7 separate regions of the Mus musculus genome follow, and regions 2, 3, 4, 5, 6 and 7 are each linked to region 1. A link is a contact called in public HiChIP or PLAC-seq and promoter capture Hi-C data. All regions are on one chromosome and are shown on one strand. Each heading gives the region's core, a stretch centred on a gene start, on an enhancer-like site or on the middle of the called end of the contact. The rest is flanking DNA. Distances are from core to core; before and after follow the strand shown.

Evidence for each region. Promoter capture Hi-C pulls out the DNA fragments that hold promoters and counts their contacts. HiChIP or PLAC-seq counts read pairs in DNA pulled down with a chosen protein or histone mark. Capture Hi-C pulls out chosen DNA fragments and counts their contacts.
Region 2: a contact with region 1 is called in a promoter capture Hi-C map of hippocampal neurons, with 4 times the contacts expected there. The contact joins the promoter of Lrrc74b here to the promoter of Abcf3 in region 1. A contact is called at or near these places in 1 of 39 promoter capture datasets (hippocampal neurons) and 1 of 115 datasets of contacts at active chromatin or transcription factors (astrocytes).
Region 3: a contact with region 1 is called in a promoter capture Hi-C map of liver, with 3 times the contacts expected there. The contact joins the promoter of Dgcr2 here to the promoter of Abcf3 in region 1. A contact is called at or near these places in 2 of 39 promoter capture datasets (liver and pre-B cells).
Region 4: a contact with region 1 is called in a promoter capture Hi-C map of hippocampal neurons, with 3 times the contacts expected there. The contact joins the promoter of Ess2 here to the promoter of Abcf3 in region 1. A contact is called at or near these places in 2 of 39 promoter capture datasets (hippocampal neurons and pre-B cells).
Region 5: a promoter capture Hi-C map of liver shows a contact between it and region 1, with 2.7 times the contacts expected there. The contact joins the promoter of Slc25a1 here to the promoter of Abcf3 in region 1. A contact is called at or near these places in 2 of 39 promoter capture datasets (liver and pre-B cells), 1 of 484 Hi-C or Micro-C datasets (CD4 T cells) and 2 of 9 other capture datasets (adipose tissue and liver).
Region 6: a promoter capture Hi-C map of pre-B cells shows a contact between it and region 1, with 6 times the contacts expected there. The contact joins the promoter of Dgcr6 here to the promoter of Abcf3 in region 1. A contact is called at or near these places in 3 of 39 promoter capture datasets (hippocampal neurons, liver and pre-B cells).
Region 7: a contact with region 1 is called in an H3K4me3 HiChIP or PLAC-seq map of stem cell-derived neural progenitor cells, with 6 times the contacts expected there. The contact joins the promoter of Zdhhc8 here to the promoter of Abcf3 in region 1. A contact is called at or near these places in 5 of 39 promoter capture datasets (cranial neural crest, frontonasal cranial neural crest, hippocampal neurons and 2 more), 3 of 484 Hi-C or Micro-C datasets (B cells, CD4 T cells and neutrophils), 2 of 115 datasets of contacts at active chromatin or transcription factors (large pre-B cells and stem cell-derived neural progenitor cells) and 1 of 9 other capture datasets (adipose tissue).

What each region holds. Positions count from the first base shown.
Region 1 is chr16:20,547,303-20,549,940 of GRCm38.p6, reverse strand. It overlaps Abcf3 (ATP-binding cassette, sub-family F (GCN20), member 3), which reads right to left and starts at 1,338. Exons shown (of 21, transcript NM_013852.2): 1 at 1,196-1,338; 2 at 828-975; 3 at 627-706; 4 at 151-197. The coding sequence starts at 1,268. It also overlaps the pseudogene Gm15760.
Region 2 is chr16:17,559,931-17,562,568 of GRCm38.p6, reverse strand. It overlaps Lrrc74b (leucine rich repeat containing 74B), which reads left to right and starts at 1,322. Exons shown (of 9, transcript NM_029053.3): 1 at 1,322-1,490. The coding sequence starts at 1,358. P2rx6 (purinergic receptor P2X, ligand-gated ion channel, 6) reads right to left here and starts at 684. Exons shown (of 12, transcript NM_011028.2): 1 at 386-684. The coding sequence starts at 555.
Region 3 is chr16:17,890,384-17,893,021 of GRCm38.p6, reverse strand. Dgcr2 (DiGeorge syndrome critical region gene 2) reads left to right here and starts at 1,294. Exons shown (of 10, transcript NM_010048.3): 1 at 1,294-1,636. The coding sequence starts at 1,558.
Region 4 is chr16:17,910,002-17,912,639 of GRCm38.p6, reverse strand. It overlaps Ess2 (ess-2 splicing factor), which reads left to right and starts at 1,292. Exons shown (of 10, transcript NM_022408.2): 1 at 1,292-1,478; 2 at 2,384-2,552. The coding sequence starts at 1,335.
Region 5 is chr16:17,926,873-17,929,510 of GRCm38.p6, reverse strand. Slc25a1 (solute carrier family 25 (mitochondrial carrier, citrate transporter), member 1) reads left to right here and starts at 1,292. Exons shown (of 9, transcript NM_153150.2): 1 at 1,292-1,525; 2 at 1,859-1,966; 3 at 2,045-2,144; 4 at 2,219-2,357. The coding sequence starts at 1,432.
Region 6 is chr16:18,065,067-18,067,704 of GRCm38.p6, reverse strand. It overlaps Dgcr6 (DiGeorge syndrome critical region gene 6), which reads right to left and starts at 1,302. Exons shown (of 5, transcript NM_001289814.1): 1 at 1,106-1,302; 2 at 849-1,009. The coding sequence starts at 1,215.
Region 7 is chr16:18,233,794-18,236,431 of GRCm38.p6, reverse strand. It overlaps Zdhhc8 (zinc finger, DHHC domain containing 8), which reads left to right and starts at 1,296. Exons shown (of 11, transcript NM_172151.4): 1 at 1,296-1,525. The coding sequence starts at 1,422.

The sequences.
Region 1 (2,638 bases), core at 89-2,588:
ATTACTGCAAACAAACCCTTAAACTTACCCATGACGCTACATAAGCAAACACGCAGGGAAAGACACACCAGAAATCTCGCCCAAAGATACACCCACTATTCAGTAGACGGTCAACTCTCACACCCACCACAGCCCCTTCCCACTTCTCACCGAGGACTGTTCCCTCTTTAGCAGTCCTGGAAGTTTGGTGTCACAGTCTGTAAGTGATAAGAAAAGCAGTCACCTTCTCCATGAGAGAAGGGAAATGAAGACTTTGAATGACTAACAAGAACCAAGGATAGTTTTAAAGATAGCATTATAACACTGAAATGGACAGTTATTAGCCTTGAAGTAAAGGGCAAAACGATCTCACACTTAAGAAGAGCCCAATGTACTCTTTTAAGACCACGCTGTTGGTTAAGGTACGAAACTGGCAAAACCAGCTTCAAGGTCTGTATGCCTCCTACTACAGACAATAGCTTGGAGAGCCCTCCAGGCCCCGTTCTCCATCACAAGCTTTTATGGTCACAAAAATACCGCTAGCTCCTACAAGCCTTGTTGTTGAGATGGAGAGACCTGAGCTGCAGCGAGGTGGTGGCTGGGGGTGGAGGCAGAAGGCAGCTAGTTCAATCTCCCCTCACTCTCACCATAGTTTTCCATTATCTTCGACAACTGGATGGGGGCGTCCAGTAGCACCTGGCTGTTTCCCTGGTTCTGCGGTTCAGCCCTATGTAGGTAGAGAGAAAGCACTCACTTGGGAGAAAAGATTTACAGCCTTCAGACCTTCCCCCTCGTTTGTTCTCCATTCTCCTCTCTTTGCCCATCAACTTCATTCCCTTGGCACCTACAGGCGTAGAGTGTTGTACATGCGCTGACAGACAGCCCTAATGCCAGCGTCATCCTTGCTGTCCCCGGACACTTCTTGCAATAGTTCCCCGACAGCTTCCACCAGGTCATCCACAGACTCGAAATCCGCGCTGCCACTGTGCAAGACACCTGAGCCGGGTACCGCAGAACAAGACAGACAACGGGTAGGGCGGATATAGGAGCAGTTTCAGTGTCTGTACAGCTCACTCGGGGCACCAGACCCCACTGGCCCTCAAGATAAGAGGTCACGCAGAGAGACCAGATAGCGGTCTGCTGCACTGTCCGCCCTCAGTCTTTCCCCACAACCTCCACTTCGGCCTCCCCAGGCAGTTAATTCAGTTTCGCTCACCGGTCACGTAGTCGAAGACCTGCCCGTCAATTTCAGGGAACTCGCTTCGCAGGATATCAGCGCAAGTCGCCATGTTCACTCGGGATCCAATCTGCGCAGTCGTGGTGAGACTTGGGCCTAGGACCGCCTCCCTGCCCTTCCTCCCCACCCCGAAATCGCACCCCTCATCCCAAGGAGCATGCGCAGGGTTGACGTAAGAAAGCAGAGTCTGCGTGAGTCCAGGGGGCGGGTCTAGTAGAACGGGACGCAAGCGCCGCGGAGTCCAGCAGGCGTGGCAGCTTCCGCGCCTGCGCGGTTCCAGTTTCCCGTCTACGTCTACCACCTGTGCGGGTTTTCGCTGCCTTCTGGAAAGTGGAGGTTGTATCGAGGGGCGTGGCAGGATCGCCCGAGGCTTATCGTAGTGGGGAGCACGGGAGGTGTTGCGAGGGGAGAAATGCCTAGACACGGGCTAACGTGGGAGGGGGTCGCTTTACAGCTTGGATACCTTCCCCGCAGGCGCATGCTGCTGCTCGCCCACCTTTGGCGTTTTGCTGACTCACGCCAACTCTCGGTCCAGAGTGGATCAGTTTCAATTAGTCCTGCTAGTTGAATCAGCTGGGTGAGGAGCACACTTCTGCTTGCCTCTTTGCTCTGTCCTCAGTTCCTTCACACTTCATAGGTGTTCAACTGGGTCATTGAGAATGAAGTTCTGCCACCCCAAGGCACATCACCCACTGCCAGAAAACCTGAACAAGCCCTTTTATAAGTTCATTGTTTATCCTGGGTCTACAGACAAAGCAGATCTCAAGTGTCTGTAAAAGATACACCTCACACACACACTCAATTTGCAAAATTAGACAACTTTATTCCAATGCGCTCAAATTACACCCGTTTATATTTCCGAGACAATCTCTCTAGAGAGCCTAAGCTAACTTAAGAACTGAACCTCCTGCCTGTCGCCAAAGTGCTGGAATTAAAGGCATGTGACAACACTCGACTGCCCATTCATCCAGCTTAAGCATTATTGCAATGGGGAGCTGCCAGTCTTGGTGTTAAAGTTTAAAAAAGCTATCAGCATGCCTGAGGTTATAGATTAGTTGGTAAAATGCTTGTCTACCCTGAGGCTTTGTGTTTGATCCCCGGTACCTCATAAAACTGGGTGCGGTGCATGCCAATAACTCCAACATTCAGGAGGCAGGGATAGAATGATCAAGAATTCAAGGTTGCTGGACTTAGATGGAACCAGCCTTTAATCCCGGCACTCAGGAGGCAGAAAAAGGCAGATCTCTGAGTTCAAGGCCACCCTGATCTACAGAATTCCAGGACAACTAGGGTTAAAGAGAAAAACCTAAGGAGAAAAAAAAAAAAAAATCAAGGTCACCCCACTGCTACAAAATGAGTTCCAGGCCATTCTGGGGCCATTTGAAACCTTGTTTCAATTCTCTGGTCTCAGTAAGCTACTGA
Region 2 (2,638 bases), core at 73-2,572, 3.0 Mb after region 1:
GGTCACTTTTCACAGCCAGTGCCTTCACACACTCAGCAAACCCAGCTCCCTTCTCAAAGACTTTTCGGACATCCAGCTGGTGGTCTCTCTGAGAGGCTTAGTGCTGTGTTGCTCAGAGAATTACTGCCTCCTGCTGCATCAGGGTACCTTAGGGCAGGAGAACTGCAGACGCTAACAGAGACCGAGAAGACGCTGGAGACAAAGCCCCTTACGTGGGCGAATGGATCTTCCACTGTTCTCTGAATGGACTAAAATCCCTTCTGACTACCTCTCACCCCCATTCCCACTTTCCCACCAGCTGGGGTTCTAAAAAGCCAACTTTTATCCCTCGGCAAGCAAGACCCCCCACAGCAGACTCTGCAGTCTGGCCAGGAGCGGTTCTTACCCTATCACGTAGACTACCACTGCCAGCTGCAGCAGCCTCTGGGAGACGCCCACCCGACAGTTCCTGGTTAGCACATATTTCTCCGTCTTGTAATCCAGAAACCCCCAGCTCACGAGTGCTGCTGCGGCTGCAGAAGCCATGTTCCCAGTTCCTGCTGGCTGCAACTGCATGAGTCAGCAGGCAACTTTAGCCGCAGCTGAACTGGAGGCCAAGAAGCCATGCATGGGATTCAGGCCAGTGTTGTTAAAGGGACATCTCAAATTCAGTAGGAGCTGGCTCCTGCCTCATTCCCAAACCCCAGCTGGTGTAGCCCCGCCCCCTTTTGTCCAGAGTCCCTGGGTTGGACCCTATGCATAGAGAGAGGAATAGACCTGTCCCTACCCACTCACTTTGTTTTCTTATATGGTGGGCAGTCAACACGGGGTAACAGAAGCCCAGAGAAGGGGCTCTGAACTCAAACTTGCACATTCCAAAGAGTATAAATTGGGTTTGAGATACCCCTGCTGGCGCAGCAGCATAGCAACCTCTAGATCTTGAGAGAAAGCTGAGACCCTTAGGCAGTGACCGCATAGCTGTGGCCCCAGAGAAAAACTATTGCTAGGCTACAGATCTTCTGTAGAGCCGCTGTCTACTCCAAGCGCCGTAACTAAAACACTAGTTCTGGGGTCAGACTGGAAATGTTTGTGAAAAGAACATGAAGGAGTGACTACCCCCGTGCATGGCAGCGGTAGTCAGCCCTGGGAAAGAGCGTGCCAAGGTTGTGTTTTCTTTTGCAAACAAGACCCGGTTCCCAGGACGACGGCGGGGTGGGAGGGCGGGCACCGTTACTGGCCCCAGAGACCACCTGTTGTCCGTAGATCAGATTCGATTGGTCAAGGAGGCCAGAGGGACCGCCCACATCCCTGGGAAGAGTTCCAGGCGGTGAGCTGTGTGGTTAGAGTCTGCGTCCCGGACTGGGTAGTGAGAGTAAACATGAAGGGTCCCTGCGAAGTTCAGAAGAATGAAGATCAAGAGGGAGAAGCTGCGGCCACTGGGCCTCAGGCAGAGACCCTGGAGGCCGAAAGGTCCTGGACTGCAGATTCACACTCTGCTCTGGAAGCAGAAGGTGCCTCATCCTCCGCGTGGGGTCCTAGTTGGAATCCTCACTTGAGGATATTCCCGCAAAAGTGGTGGGAGGGCAGCTAGAACCGACCGGCACCCTCTGTGGGGGCACATTTCCCAGTATCAGCAGCTGATACCCCTCAAGTCCTTGCCCTCCTGGAGGAATGAGGAGGCCTAACATTTAGAACTGTCTTCTGGAAAACCTGCAAATGAAATACCCTGACAAGCAGTTGTGTCCCAAAGAGTTCGGGGCTGGGCGTTCCAACCTATAGGAAAAACCTAGCTAATGGATATATTGGATTTAAGATTGTTTCCAGCCCTCTGCTCCCAGGGTGTTTATATAGACCTTATGACCCGTGGACTGAGAATGTAGCTCAGTGTAGTGCTTGCCTAGCATGGTTGAAGCATTGAGCTCAAGGCTGAACTTAACCAGCAAGCTGGAGGCCAGCTTTGGTGGTGGTGGTGGAGGTGGTGTGTGTCAGTGTGTCTGTGTATGTGTGTCTCTCTGTGTGTGTCTGTGTCTCTGTGTGTGTGTGTCTGTGTGTCTGTGTGTGTGTCTTTCTGTATGTGTGTCTGTGTCTCTGTGTGTGTGTGTCTGTGTATGTCTGTCTGCCTGTCTGTGTCTGTGTGTGTGTGTCTGTGTCTGTGTGTCTGTGTGTCTGTGTATGTGTGTCTGTCTGTGTGTGTGTCTGTCTCTGTGTGTGTGTGTCTGTGTGTGTGTCTTTGTGTGTGTGTCTGTATGTGTGTCTCTGTGTGTGTGTCTCTGTGTGTGTCTCTGTGTGTGTGTCTGTGTGTATCTGTGTGTCTGTGTGTATGTGTGTCTCTGTGTGTGTGTGTCTCTGTGTGTGTGTCTGTGTGTCTGTGTATGTGTGTCTCTGTGTATGTGTGTGTGTGTGTGTCTCTGTGTGTGTCTCTCTGTGTGTGTCTCTGTGTGTGTGTGTGTGTGTGTATGTTTGGGAAGGTGATCTGTGATACCTGGACGCAGTGGGGCAAGGACAGCAAACATGTCAGCATTAGGCAAATGCTCCCTTTGGTTCACTAGTTTGGTGGCTTTGAGAAAAGACTTAATTAATTTTTAGTGTGGAGGTCCTCATCTAGAATATGGGCACAGTAGCCACCAGAACAAGAAGAAATGGCAGGGGCAGGAAAGGG
Region 3 (2,638 bases), core at 45-2,544, 2.7 Mb after region 1:
TCTCCTGGCCCAGTGGTGGTAGTGGTGGTGGTGGGTTAAGGAGTTAACTCTGTGCTTTCATTGTACCGCTCAGCCAGACTTCTCACTTCCTGTCCTGCTCTTTTCTCTTCCAAACCTTTCCTGGACTCTTAACGGCGGCTCTGCAGGTGGACAGTTGGCAGGAAGACTGCACTTGGCTGAGTTCCCTCCAAAGGACCTGCCCAACTCAGAGCTCTGGCTGAGCTCCCAGGGCAGATTTGCAGTGGGGGTGGGTATGGGGGCAGAAGGCTAGGCCTGGATCTTGTACTCAGTGCTGGGAATGTGCCATAAAACTATCTGAGTGCCCAGAGCAGCACTGGACAGGTACCCTTGCTTCTGCCAGCAAGGAACCCCCCATCTGTTGTGACAAGTCCTATGTCCAACATCTTGGGCCAAGACCTGGTAAAGTTGGAATGTCTGACGACTTGACCTTGACTTTACCTACCTATAACAAGTTAGCATCTTTCACTCATGGCTCCATGTATCTATCGTAGGTTGAAATCCTGGGACTTTGGTGGAGGGGCAATAAGAGTGAGTCAGATATGCTGGAGGTGACTGGCCTTCCCCACTTTTCACTTCCTTCCCCTGAACAGATTGGTTTTTCATTTGCTGTCTCTCCTTCCACGTTCATGCTGTTCATGAAGGCAGGTGTGAGTTTAGCATGTGGAGCCTTGTTCCCAGGCTTTAGCCCTGTCTCTGCCTGGGCTTTTTTTCTCCATTGTATAGGCAGCTCCTTCCCCAGATCTGGTCCAGAGACTCTGGGCTTCTCTGTTAGATTCTGACATCCATTAAGCCATTTCCTCCTCTGTTGATATTCTTTGTGCCATTCCCTGATCCACAGAGACTGCTGGTCCTTTATTTTCACTAGAGCTCTTCACTTTCTTCACAGCCGTTCGGCGTTTAGAAGACCACTTTAGGGAATATGTTGGCACTGGGACAGACCTGGGCCTCCAGGAGTAAAGATCGTTCAGGTCCAGCTATACCTCCTCAATTCACTAATCCCGGATTCCCCACTCCTACCCACCCCAGACCCTGGCGCCAGCACTGTCAGTCCTTGTGACCCTACCAGCACTAGGGACCCCTTTTGGTACCTCGCTGCCAAGGCTGCGTCCCACCTCTCGGTTCAGCCAATGGCACGCCTCATTTCCTGCTAGCCCCGCCCTTGGCCCCGCCCACTCGCTCATTCCCTAGGCCTCTCGTGCTCATGCCCCGCCCCGCGTCTGGAGCTCGGGTCCTACCTCCCTCCGCCACCCCACCCCCCGCCCAGCTCGGCGTTCATTGGTTAGTGCGGGCCGGAGGCGGGGTGGCGCGGGCCGGAGCAGGACGGCCGCCATCTTGCGCGAGCCGGAATCTCATCCCGCTCCTGCGGCCTAGAGTGCGCGCGAGTCGGTGGCGTTCTCTTGCCGCGGCCCAGCTGGATCCCTCGCCTGCCGCCCCTCAGCCCCAGGTCGGAGTCCGGCCTTCACCCACTCCTCTCGGCCAGGTCCGGCCTCCCCGCGGGGTCACGCGGCTGCCCCGGGGACGATGAACGGAGGATAAATGGTGCCCAAGGCAGACAGCGGTGCCTTCCTGCTGCTCTTCCTGCTGGTTCTCACTGTCACCGAGCCGCTGCGGCCAGGTGCGCGGTGCTGAGGGTGGGGGCGCGGTCGGGGGTGGGGCTGCGGACGTCCGTTCCCCCGCGGCTGCTGGGGGCTACTGCTCCTCGGCCCGGCACAGGCGAGGCCTGGCCGCGGGCCTCTGGGCGTCCCCTGCCCTGGCACAAATTGGAGTGTACCAGGGTTCGGAGCCTCGAGGATGTTGCCTTTAGACCCAGGTCCACCGAGCGCCGCGTGCTCTGGGACCCACTGGCCAGGAGCTGCGTCTCGGGCGCACCCTTCTGCTTGGCTGAGTGGAAGTCTTGGAAGCAGCTTGTGGAGGCACCTGGTGCCCCAAGTGTCCGCCCAATTGTGGCCTAGTGCCAGCGTTTCAGCCCTGGACAGCGATGTCTGGTTGCTCATTGCCACTTAGTGAAACGCTTTATCACAGAAGTCCAGCCCTGCCCAAAGGAGGTACTGGGAGTAAACTGAGTACCAGGTGCAGGGGAGAGTCCTTTCAGCGGTGCCTGGCACTTAGTGCTTTGTGTGGTGTGATTAACTACTTTTGATACTCCCTTGGAGTTTTGTGTGGTGGGGAACCTCAGGTCCCTTTTCTGCTTATTTCAGATACTTCTGAACTGTGCCCCCCCCCCTGCAAAAAAAAACCTTCACTGCACCCTACTTCCGCAACAAAGCCAGGTCAATTTATCCATCAGGCACAGGAATACCAGTACAGCCTCACTGTCCCTTTAGGGATCCCAGCAGGGATGTCTTGTCTGTGAACTTTCAGAGACTCCTCTGTACTAGGGCGGTGGTAAGTAGAGCTCTTAATGCTTTTAGCAGAGGAAGGTTCCCATGAAGGAATGCCCCAGGCAAGTCTTCTATGGGTGACATCATGACTGGGTGTCAGAACAGGTGGGTGCACCCTCAGCAGTGTCCTATCTCAGCTCCCATCCTGCAACATATTTCAATGCTTGGCTTTGTGCTTTTGTCCCATGTGGAAATGTCTGCCAGAGCCTCAGTGACCAAGCCCAAGACAACACTCA
Region 4 (2,638 bases), core at 43-2,542, 2.6 Mb after region 1:
TGAGCCATCTCTTCTGCCCCCTCCATACTCTTCTTGGTGTATCTTTTCCATCCTTAGGCTACAGTTCCCACCTCTATGTCTCCAGTCCAGGCCTGTCCCCTGAGGTATTTGTCAGTCTGTACCTCTGACAACACCTGGAAGCCCACAGGCTTGCGGCAGGCACCATATATACAACAGGCCATTTTCCCATTCACTGTCCTGCTAAAGGCACGTTAAATCATAGAGTTCTTGATCATTAATTGCTATTATTACCGGATCATACCCAGTCCAGCCGATTTCACCTTTAAACATATCAATAACCCCCCAGAAACTAGCTCGTGTGCAGCTTCAGGCGCACCAACCTCATGAAAGCTGCATTCCCTTGCATGGTAACCATTGCAGCTTTCTCTGGTTTTCACCTGAGCTCACTTAAAATAATGTTTCTTGACAGGACTCCAAAGATACTGTGCAGCCTGGCTCTCCCCCTCTGGTGTCATCTCCTTCTTTAGCGCACTGTGTGACTAAAGGTCTGTTTTGGCATTTGCCTTGCTCCACCCCGCTGCTGGGCCTTCCCATTGCCTGATGCCCATCCATTCATCTTTTCCATCTACAACCATGTTCTGCCTGGGGAAATGCCACTTGACATGTCCTGTGTAGCAGTTGAGATTCTCTGAGTGCAGACTTATTGCAGGTCACAGTTGTAACTTTACACACTGGCAGCATGATTTAACATTTTTCTACTGTATGGTCAACTCTATGGATGCAGGGACATGGTCATAAAGTCCCCAGTGACTCACAATGAAGGACAAGATCATTGGAAAAGCAAAATTGTAATGAATCATTCTGGGCTAGAGCTTCTCCCACCTAATTCATGATCTCCCTTAGGAAGAAAGTTCCACTAATGCTTTCAGTGAGAAGCCCATCCTGGCAGACAGGGAACTAATAAATCCAACCAGAGATTTAAGACCCTTTTGTTCTTTCTTTTCATTTAAATTTTGTTAGATAAGTATACGGGAAGAATTGTCTTAGTGTTCTTTTTCTGAGTTTGGAAGTCATAACCAAATTTTTTGAAGTATTTAAAAATGTCTTTGAAGCATCTGCATTTTTTTTTTTTTTTAAAGAATTGGAACTTTTAACAGAGGGACTGTGGCGTCAGTCACTCTACAGCTCCCCCTAGTGATCATAGTCTAGATGGGCATGAGCAACGCGGGTGGGGATAAAAGACTACAACTTTCTTAAGATCCGGCGCTCCCAGTGACATCATTGGAGCGCCGGCTTTGTTACAAAAATACTGCTTCTCCATTGGCTGGCTGTTGGAGCGGTGCAGACGCCGCCCGAGCGATTCTGGGATAGCGATGGGGACGCCCGGGACCTCGGCGGGTGCTCTGTTTCTGTCCTCCGCGTCCGCGCCCTCAAGGAAGCGCGCGGCTGGGGAGGCTGGAGAGGCCGGAGTTGCGAGAAGCAGGCAGCGGGTCCTGGATGAAGAAGAGTACATCGAGGTACCAGCTCAGTGCGAGCGCTGGCGACTTCCGGGCCCCTCCCCCTATTCGCGTTCCTGTCCAGTCCTTTGAATTTTTTCTGGTCCTGGCACTCTCAGCCGCCCTTGGAAGTGGAACAACTGTTTTTGGGTTGGAAAGCATTGAGAACCAAGAAAACAATGCAGAAGTGGGCATCCAGTTTTCTGTTGAGAGTCAAGGAAATAGTTTCTTGTATAGGTAGAATTTTGACACGTTTTTCGAGAGATGGTGAAGACGACTTTTTGGAAGGCTGTAAAGTGTCAAAGGCTGGGGGTCCCGGAATTAGACAGTGGAACTGGCTTCGTCATTGAGTGAGTGGGTCTCAGTTGCTCCTCGAGTTAAGGGTCCAACTGCAAACACGCTGGAGGACAGACCGACATAGGGTTGGTTTTAGACTGGTTAGATTTAGGATGCTTCTGGGATATGCTGCCTTGTACCATTGCCGTGCAGCTGACTGTACAGACTTTCAGCTTCACAGCAAGGGCGGGCTGGATCTGAAATCTTGAGGACTTTTTCTTGTGGTGGCGATAGTGGCGACTGGCTTTCAAGAGAAAGGTTTAGATTGAAATACAAATTCATGGGTGGGTGGAGGATGACAATATCCACATTAGTCTGGCTGGTGTTATAGATGGAGCCAGCAAAGAGAAAGATCAGTTAGTGAGGGATTTCATGGGCTTCAAGAGATTGTTCAGTAGTTAACTGGTACATCAGAGCTATGTGGGATGACAGCCTTACTAGAAAAGACAGTTCTAAACCTATCTTGTAGATGACAGTTGTCCAGCTAGGCAGAAGGGAAAGGTCTAAGGGGTGGAACATGGACAGTGGTGGATTGTGCGTCAGGACTCCCAGATGACAACTCTGGCCTTTGTTCTGATTGCTCATGGCAGGGACTTCAGACAGTTATCCAGAGAGACTTCTTCCCTGATGTGGAGAAGCTACAGGCACAGAAGGAGTACCTGGAGGCCGAGGAAAACGGAGATTTGGAGCGCATGCGCCAGATTGCCATCAAGTTTGGCTCTGCCCTGGGCAAGATATCTCGGGAACCTCCACCACCCTGTAAGAGGACGGGTGCTGCTTTAGAGGGCTTAGGGAAAGTCTGTTATCACGTAAGGCTCACTCTAATTTCTGATTTGCTTCTCTCA
Region 5 (2,638 bases), core at 43-2,542, 2.6 Mb after region 1:
TGTTGTTACCTGAGCTAAGAGTCCAGTTGTGTGTGTGTGTGGGGGGGGGGGTGTTCCAGCTGCACCTCTAGCCTGGCCAACCTCCCACTGGCCCCCAACTGCCATCCCCATACTCCTTGCCTCCAGACATCTGCTGGCCCAGTGCCTTAGGCTCTGATGAGTGGAATTGATCCTGTTCCTTCTGCCCCTCGACCACACAATGGCATTCAGTACAAGTACTACAACCCACAATCCCCCAACCCGACCCCCCCCCCAAAAAAAACCAGCAGAAGCCAGACTAGCTATAGGCTCTCCTCTGCTATCCTACAGGCTTACCCTATTAATACTCTACAGCGCCTGCCTACAAGGAGCCTCCTTTGAGTGCTTTTGTTTATACTGGGTAATGTGTCCACACCCAACCCTCAACCCATTTAACCTTTTCTGGGAAAGGAATCACAAAGGACTCCAACTGGGAGGTACAATATCTGGGCACTCTGTTTTAGCTAAAGCCCTGTGATAGCTTCTGAGCCAACCCAGAGCTGGGGGAGATCACTGACCACCCCCAGCGACTGCTTCCTTTCAGACAGCAGGGAGGTGGACCCTTAGGCCTCCAAAGGTCTGCAAAGACTCCTGGGAGCTTCACCCCAAGCCGGCTAGGGCTGCCCCCTCCAGGCGGCTTTGAGGATATGTGTGGCAACAAAGACTTCTCAAGACTTTGAGCCTCCTGCCGACCATAAATATTAAAACATGTTTATCAGAGCAAAGCAGCTCTGCCTGGTGATTGTGTGGGTAGGCGGGACAAAGGCCAACTTAATAGGCCCTTCAAAGATTCGCTAGAAACTGAAAGGAAGGGAAACCTGCATTTGTCGGGGGAACCTGCCTAGGAAAATTCTGTTTCCGGACGAATCCGGGAAGGGCAGAGTGATCATCGCACTGCCCGGGAGGGTGCACGAAGGCCAAGCTCTGTTATTACAATAATTCAGAAGACTGAATTCACGCACCGGGGTGGATGTGTCCCTACATCGCCCCCAGGATCTCGAGGCCCACCTTAACCCCAAGGCGCGCTCCAGACGCACGTGTCTCTAAACTGCACCTTGACCCACTGCTACCCGCCTTGGCTTAGCGTTGCTGTCCGGAGACCACGCCTCCGGCGGGGTTCTCCGTCTCCCCGGAATCCAGCACCGGCCATTGGCTGCTCTCAGCTCTCCGCCCCGACGCGTGCCCCAGTGCATCCCGCCCAAGCCTCAGTTTCCCGGCTGGCACGGGGCGTGGCGTGGGCGGGGCTCAGCTCAGGCCACGCGGGGCGGAGCCCGGGAGCTGACGTGACCACCCCGCCTCCCGGACCAGAATTGGTCGTGGTCTCAGTAGCCTCCGGCTCCGCTGCTTCCCGAGAACCCCGCGCCGGAGGCTCGGACCCGAGGTCGACGCCGGGCGCCTCTCCTCCTGCCCGCTATGGCTGCGCCTCGCGGGCCCCGCGCTCTGTCGGCCGCCGCGCCGGGGTCCGGGAAGCCCAAACTGACGCACCCCGGGAAGGCAATCCTAGCAGGTGGGTCACTCGGAACCCCAACTCAGAGCCTGTCCGACAGCGCTTCCGGGTGGGCCGGGGACGCCCAGGCCCCGCCCAACTTCCGGAGGGGCGGAGGTGTCGGGGTTGCGACCCGGGACCCCTAAGTCCACTCGTCTGCTGTCGCTCAGAGTCTCTTGGGCACTCCAGGCGGAGACCACCGGGTGGGGGCGTGGGCATCGTCGGGACGCTGGCAGCGACGCGGGCAAAGTCCGGGCGGGGGAGGGGCCGCGCGGCGGCGGCAGCGGTGGCAGCGGTAGCGGCTGGGTCCACCGGGCAAGGGTGTCCCTAGCCCCAGGCATTTGGTCCCCACAGGCGGCCTGGCTGGAGGCATCGAAATCTGCATCACCTTCCCGACCGAATACGTGAAGACGCAGCTGCAGCTAGATGAACGAGCGAACCCACCGCGGTACCGGGGCATCGGTAAGGAGGGACTCCCGGGGGTGGCTAGGGGGACACTGCGGAGCAGAGGAGCTAGGGTCTTGACCGCGCCTCCCGTAGGAGACTGCGTGCGGCAAACTGTCCGCAGCCATGGCGTCCTGGGCCTGTACCGCGGCCTCAGCTCCTTGCTCTACGGCTCCATCCCCAAGGCGGCTGTCAGGTGAGACTCTGCTCTGTTGAAACGACCCGGAGGGAGTGGCCGCAGCGGGCCCCCTCACATGTCTTCTTCATTAGGTTTGGGATGTTCGAGTTCCTCAGCAACCACATGCGGGATGCCCAAGGTAGGCTCGACAGCAGGAGAGGACTATTGTGCGGTCTGGGTGCCGGCGTGGCAGAAGCAGTGGTAGTCGTGTGCCCTATGGAGACCATCAAGGTGAGGGATTGAGCCTTTCAGGGGTAGCCAGGGTATCTTCGGGCTCCCAGGTTTTAATGGCATGTGCCCCCATGGAGGCTGTCAAGGTGGGAAGGGTCCCCACACATATGCACCAGGTTCGTGGTAAATGGTGGCAGAAAGGGTCTCCTGTGGCGGCTCATGCGTAATAAAAGCATGAGCGAAGTCTTCAAAGCATAACTCACTATTCAAAGTCTAGGAAATAGCAAATGTAACGCTGGGGAAACCCTCTGAGGTCTTGGGGCCTATGTGTAATGGAACTC
Region 6 (2,638 bases), core at 53-2,552, 2.5 Mb after region 1:
ACAGTGTACTTACATATAATAAATAAATAAATCTAAAAAAAAAAATTATTAAAAAAAAAAAAAAAAAAAAGAAAAAGCACAGCCACTCAAACATTTGGTGAAGAACTAAAGCTCTCGGAGAACAAGAGACTTCTCAACACATTCTGAGGCATTACCTTCATCCCCACACAAATATTACAAGATGCATTCCTAGAATACAATTCCTTTCTGGGATTTAGAAATCAATGTCTCACGAGAGTAACAGCAAAACCATCTGATCATCTCCACAGGAACTGCAAAAGATTTCAACAAAATCCAACACCTATCTCTAATGGGAAAATCCTGTCTGGCAGCACACAGGCATTGCCAGAAAGGCAGAGTATGTTTGCATGTAAATGTAGCCCAATATAGAAAACCTGCTTAGCAGGTGAGAAGCCCTGGGTTCAGTCCTCAGTTTCAAAATCCAAAGCAATAACAAAGCCCAAAGATCTATAACGTAGCATGGGGACATCGTCACACTATTCTTTCCTAAAATGTTTGAACCGAGTCAAGCTTGAACAAATAAAATGGAAAGGAGATCTGATGGTACAACGGAAGATGCCTAGTATAATTTATAGGAGGAGGTGATCAAGCCTGATACTCAATGGGAAGGTGCTGGAATAATGGATTATCTCTGTGGTAGCACACAGCTATCAACAGACCTACAAGCAGCGAGGTCCATCAAGCCTAGGAGGATGTGGGTACTCTAGGGAACGCGAGTAAGAAGTTTCTGGACAGCAGACTAAAAGGATCAGCATGGCTCTGCACCCCCTGACCCGAGGCTCCCGCGGCTAGGGACGCCCTAGGGAAGGTCCCGTCGCCCCCTGCACCTCGGTGTTCGTTCTGCAGCCGCAGTCTCTGGTTGTAGAGGCTCTTCTCAGTGAGGTGCTGAATCTCCAGAAGACCCTGCACGATTTCAAACACCGTTCCGTCGAGCAGCGCCAGGGCCAAGTCGCTGAGCGTGGTGTAGGACAGGCGCTGCTGAAAGGAGCTGCGGGTAGATCGCCGGGTGAGCGCGGCCGCGGCCCTGGCCCCGGCTCCGGCCCCGGCCCCGGCCCCGGTCCTCCCGCCGCCCGTCGCCGCGCACCTGGGCAGCTCCTTGACCAGGCTCTGTAGTGCTGACAGCAGCTGGTAGTGCCGCTCCTGCTGCCGGGCCCGATCCGCCGCCTCATCCCCGGCGGCCGCATAGCGGTCCATCGCGCGGTTTACCGCGCGGTCCCCCGCCGCCCCTCTACTCGGTCTCCTAGGGTGCCCCGGCGCGCCCCGCCCCCTCACGTCATTCTCCAGCGCGAACGACGCATGCGCCCCGCCCCTCCGGTCGGTCTCCGGCCGTTCACCGTGGTGCGTCAGGCACAATAAGACGCGCTCCACCCACCAGGGAGACTGCTTGTAAGCGCTTTGTCCTAGGGAGAAGAAATAGGGGCTCGCTGAGCTCCCAAGTGGTGCTGACCTTGGAGGTGCGCGCCCAGGGCTCTGCATTCTGGTGTTTTAAAGAAGCAACTCTGGCCTGCTGGGTGTTTTAAAGAAGCCAGTCTGGCCTGCGCCTAGTGTGCGCAGACTGAGGCCACTGGAAGCTGGACACTCCCAGCGGGTTGTGATCCACCCTGGGGGACCTCAGGAAAACAGTACGGAGGAGAGCCAGCTTCTCTTTAGGGTTCTTATTCTCATTAATAAAAGACTTTAGGACAATTTTATTAGCGTTAAAGGATACCCCACCCCCACAAGGAAACCTCAGCGACTGCCTGGAAGTGGAGAGTAGATGAGAAAAGAGTCTTGTGAAGTTGAATTCATGCTGGCTCAACAGTCCTTTACCTACTGAGCCAGCCCCAGCCCCTGACAGTGTCCACATTCATAATTTAGTTTGCAGCATGAATAAGAGAAATGACACCTTCCTACAGCGTTTTTTTAAATAAAAATTACATTCCCTGATGTGCCATCTTTTTCCCTTTTATTACTATTTTAAAAATATAACTCTGTTGAATCATCCTGGTTACTTTCTTTTTGTTTTCCCTTTTGCCACGATAAGCTCTGAAGTAGTGAATTCAGATCTGGGTAACATAAATTACAGTGAAGAAACCTTGTGAAGTTTGAATGCAAATGACCCCATAGCCTCAGATATTTGGAAACTTGGTCCCCAGTTGGTGGAATTACTAAGGAAGGATTAGGAGGTGTGGCTTTATTGGAGAAAGAGTGTCACTGAGGGCTGGTTTTGAGATTTTAAAACATACACCATCCATACATTCTCTGTCTGTCTGTCTGTCTCTGTATGTCTGTCTCTGTATGTCTCTCTACCTCTGTCTCTGTGTCTCTCTTTGTCTCTCTCTCTCTCTGTGTCTCTGTCTGTCTCTTTCTGACTCTCTGTCTCTCTGTGTGAGTGTGTCTGTCTGTCTGTCTGTCTGTCTGTCTGTCTCTTTCTCTTGTCTCATCACTACCAGCACCACCTCATGCTTTTGAATTAAGATATAAGCTATCAGCTACTTCCCCAGGGCCATACCTGCCTACCTGGCTGGTGCCATGCTCTCTACCATGGTGGTCCTGGAGTCACCTTCTGAAGCTGTAAGACCCCCAACAAACCCTTCTGTAAGTTGCCTTGTTCATGGTGTCCTCGCAGCAATAGAAA
Region 7 (2,638 bases), core at 47-2,546, 2.3 Mb after region 1:
CCCTAGAGGTTCTGAGCGTTCTATGTTAGGGGCTGTAGGACAAGATTAAAGTCGGGCGAATTTAACTGAACTGTGTGCCTAATGCAGAGGGCCAGCTGGATACTTACTTACCTGAGAGCGGAAAGGAGTTTGTATCCACTCTGCTCTCCACTGTGAGGTCACATCACTGCTATCTTACCAACGCTGGAAGACCCTGAGCTACGTCTTCTGGCATGGAATGACCAACAGGACAGAAATCTGAGAGAAAATCTATCACTGTTTATGCTGTTGAAAAGCTGTTTCTACATTAAGGCACTCGACCCTGAGCTGTGGGCGAGCCAAGGAGTCCCAGGCCTACAAGCAGTGTTGTAGGGAGGAGGTGGCTGAAGGACTCTGGGTTATGGCTCTACAGAAGGAGATAGCAACAACCAAGGGAAGAAGGCTCCCACTATCTTGGTCTGGGGAGGGGTGGACGATGGAGAAGAGCCTCCGGACTGGGGGCGGCTCTGGGGGAATCGTCAGCCAGCACCCTGTTCAGGCCCTGAATAAGCTTCCAAAGTAAATGTTGCTGCCTTGTGGAGTGGCTAAGGCAAGCAGTGGGGTTTGACCATGTTCTTACTCAAAACATTAAAACTGATCTGCTAGGGGAAGCCAATGCAGATGCCTGCAGCATCCTTGGAGGGCCGGTCCACCTTAAACAGCTGCGTCCTGGCGCGGGCAGGTGGGCTTGCTCGCGGGTGGGTGGTGAGCATGCGCAGCCTTTCTAGTCAAGGCCAGAGCAGGGTTCAGTCACTTTCCCTAGGACACCAGCTTTCCGAAGGCGTTCCTAGGTCTCTTACACACGGCCTCAATCAAGCCTGCGGCCTGAGCCAGGACACAGAGGAACTCGGTGACCTAACTCTTAGTGTGTGGAGGGCTGAGAACTGGCTAAGGTTTGGATAGCCATGATACCCCTACCTTGTCATAGAAATCTCGCTCACACCCCAGTGACTGCCAGGGGACCTTCAGCCTGTCCCGGGACTGTGATTGGAGAGCATGTAGGCCCAAGAGAGCTCCCGGGTTAGGGCCTGCGGTAGCAAGGAAAAAAAAAAAAAGGAAAGAAAGGAAGAGACAGACAAGAAAGAGAAAAAGAACATGCTTTCCGTTGTCCTGTCGGTCCAGATGGGCGCTGCGCGTGCGTGGGGTGTCGGGCTACCCCGCAAAAGAGGAGTTGGCCGCCCGGCGCTCCACCCTCAGCCCGCCCCCGCCGCGGCCCTGCCGCCGGGTCCACCTTAAGGGGCGCGCTGACATCAGCGCGCCGCCGCCGCCCGTGGGGTGGGATTTCCTCCACTGCCGCTGCGGCGGATCCTGCGCCGCGTCCAGCCCGCGCGCCCGACCCCGGCCCGACCCGGCCGGCCCCGCCCGCCCGGCCCGGGGAGGGATGCGGCGGCGCGGCGCCCAGGATGCCCCGCAGCCCCGGGACGCGCCTCAAACCCGCCAAGTACATCCCGGTGGCCACGGCCGCCGCGCTGTTGGTTGGTTCCAGCACACTCTTCTTCGTATTCACGTGAGTCGGCGCCGGGTCCAGAGCCTGGTAGCAGCGGGTGGGGGTAGGGAGGTTGGGGGTGGGAGCCGAAGGGGCGCACGTGCCCCACGGGGGCGGCGGTGGGCTGGGCGGATTAGCAGGTTGCGGCGAGGGGCTGCGTCCCCGGAGCACGGACAGGTGAATGCCTGCCTCTGAGCGTTCTAGCAGGCCCTGGGTGTGGTTGCAGCCTTTCATTCCCTCGGGGCTTTGAAGGGGGACGCGTGTCACCTACAGACACCAACCTTCCTAGGGGGAGGGGGGGAGTAGGAGCTGTGAGCCCCCTCGTCGCGGCCAGCATGTAAAATCAACTTATTTCTGTGTTTCTCAGCGTAGGTGTGGCCTGCCCCACAGCCGTGACTGGCCACTACAGCCTACTCAAGGCCCTCAGCCCTCCCTGAACACAACACTGAGAGGCTTCTATCCTACACTTCTAAGTCTGGAGCACAAAAGACCTCAGAGGCTAGGCTGCCAGTCGTGGGGAGGGAGCACTCTTTGCCAGCCTGGCACTAGGCAGCCTCAATTTCTTACCCCGGGCTGGCTCATAGGTCATGGGGTTCTGAATCTCGGACCACTCGTTTCTTTCTACAATTCCAAAGCCTTGACACAACTCAGGTGACCAAAGGGATGGCCATTTGTTTCCAGGTGTGACAGCCCCAGGTGTAAGTGAGCCTGAGCCACCCTTTCCACTTTGTAGAAACATATAGCAGCCTTTGTAGGAGTCTGAATTCAGTGCCTGTTGTGGGAGGAGAGTCCTTACCTGGAGGCTGGGGTTGGGTATGTGCCACTGGCTGCAAAGAGCAAGTTTAAAAAAGGCCTGTGTGGACGGGCTTATTTCTGGCTCCAGGGAAAGTCTGTGTTCTTGTCACTCAGATGTTGTGGATTGTGGACTAAGGAAGGGCTTGGGGAGCTAAGACTGGAGGGGACATATCTTGGAAAATTCGGTCTTCCAGAGGTCTTGAGTGGGGTTCTGTTTCAGTGCAGAGAGGGTGTCACAGGGACATTTCGATGTCTTTTAACATAACTCTAAAATTAAGACATGCAATATGGGAATCAAAGTTTTAAGAGAAATTAAAATCCTCTCCCCCTGCTTTCTCT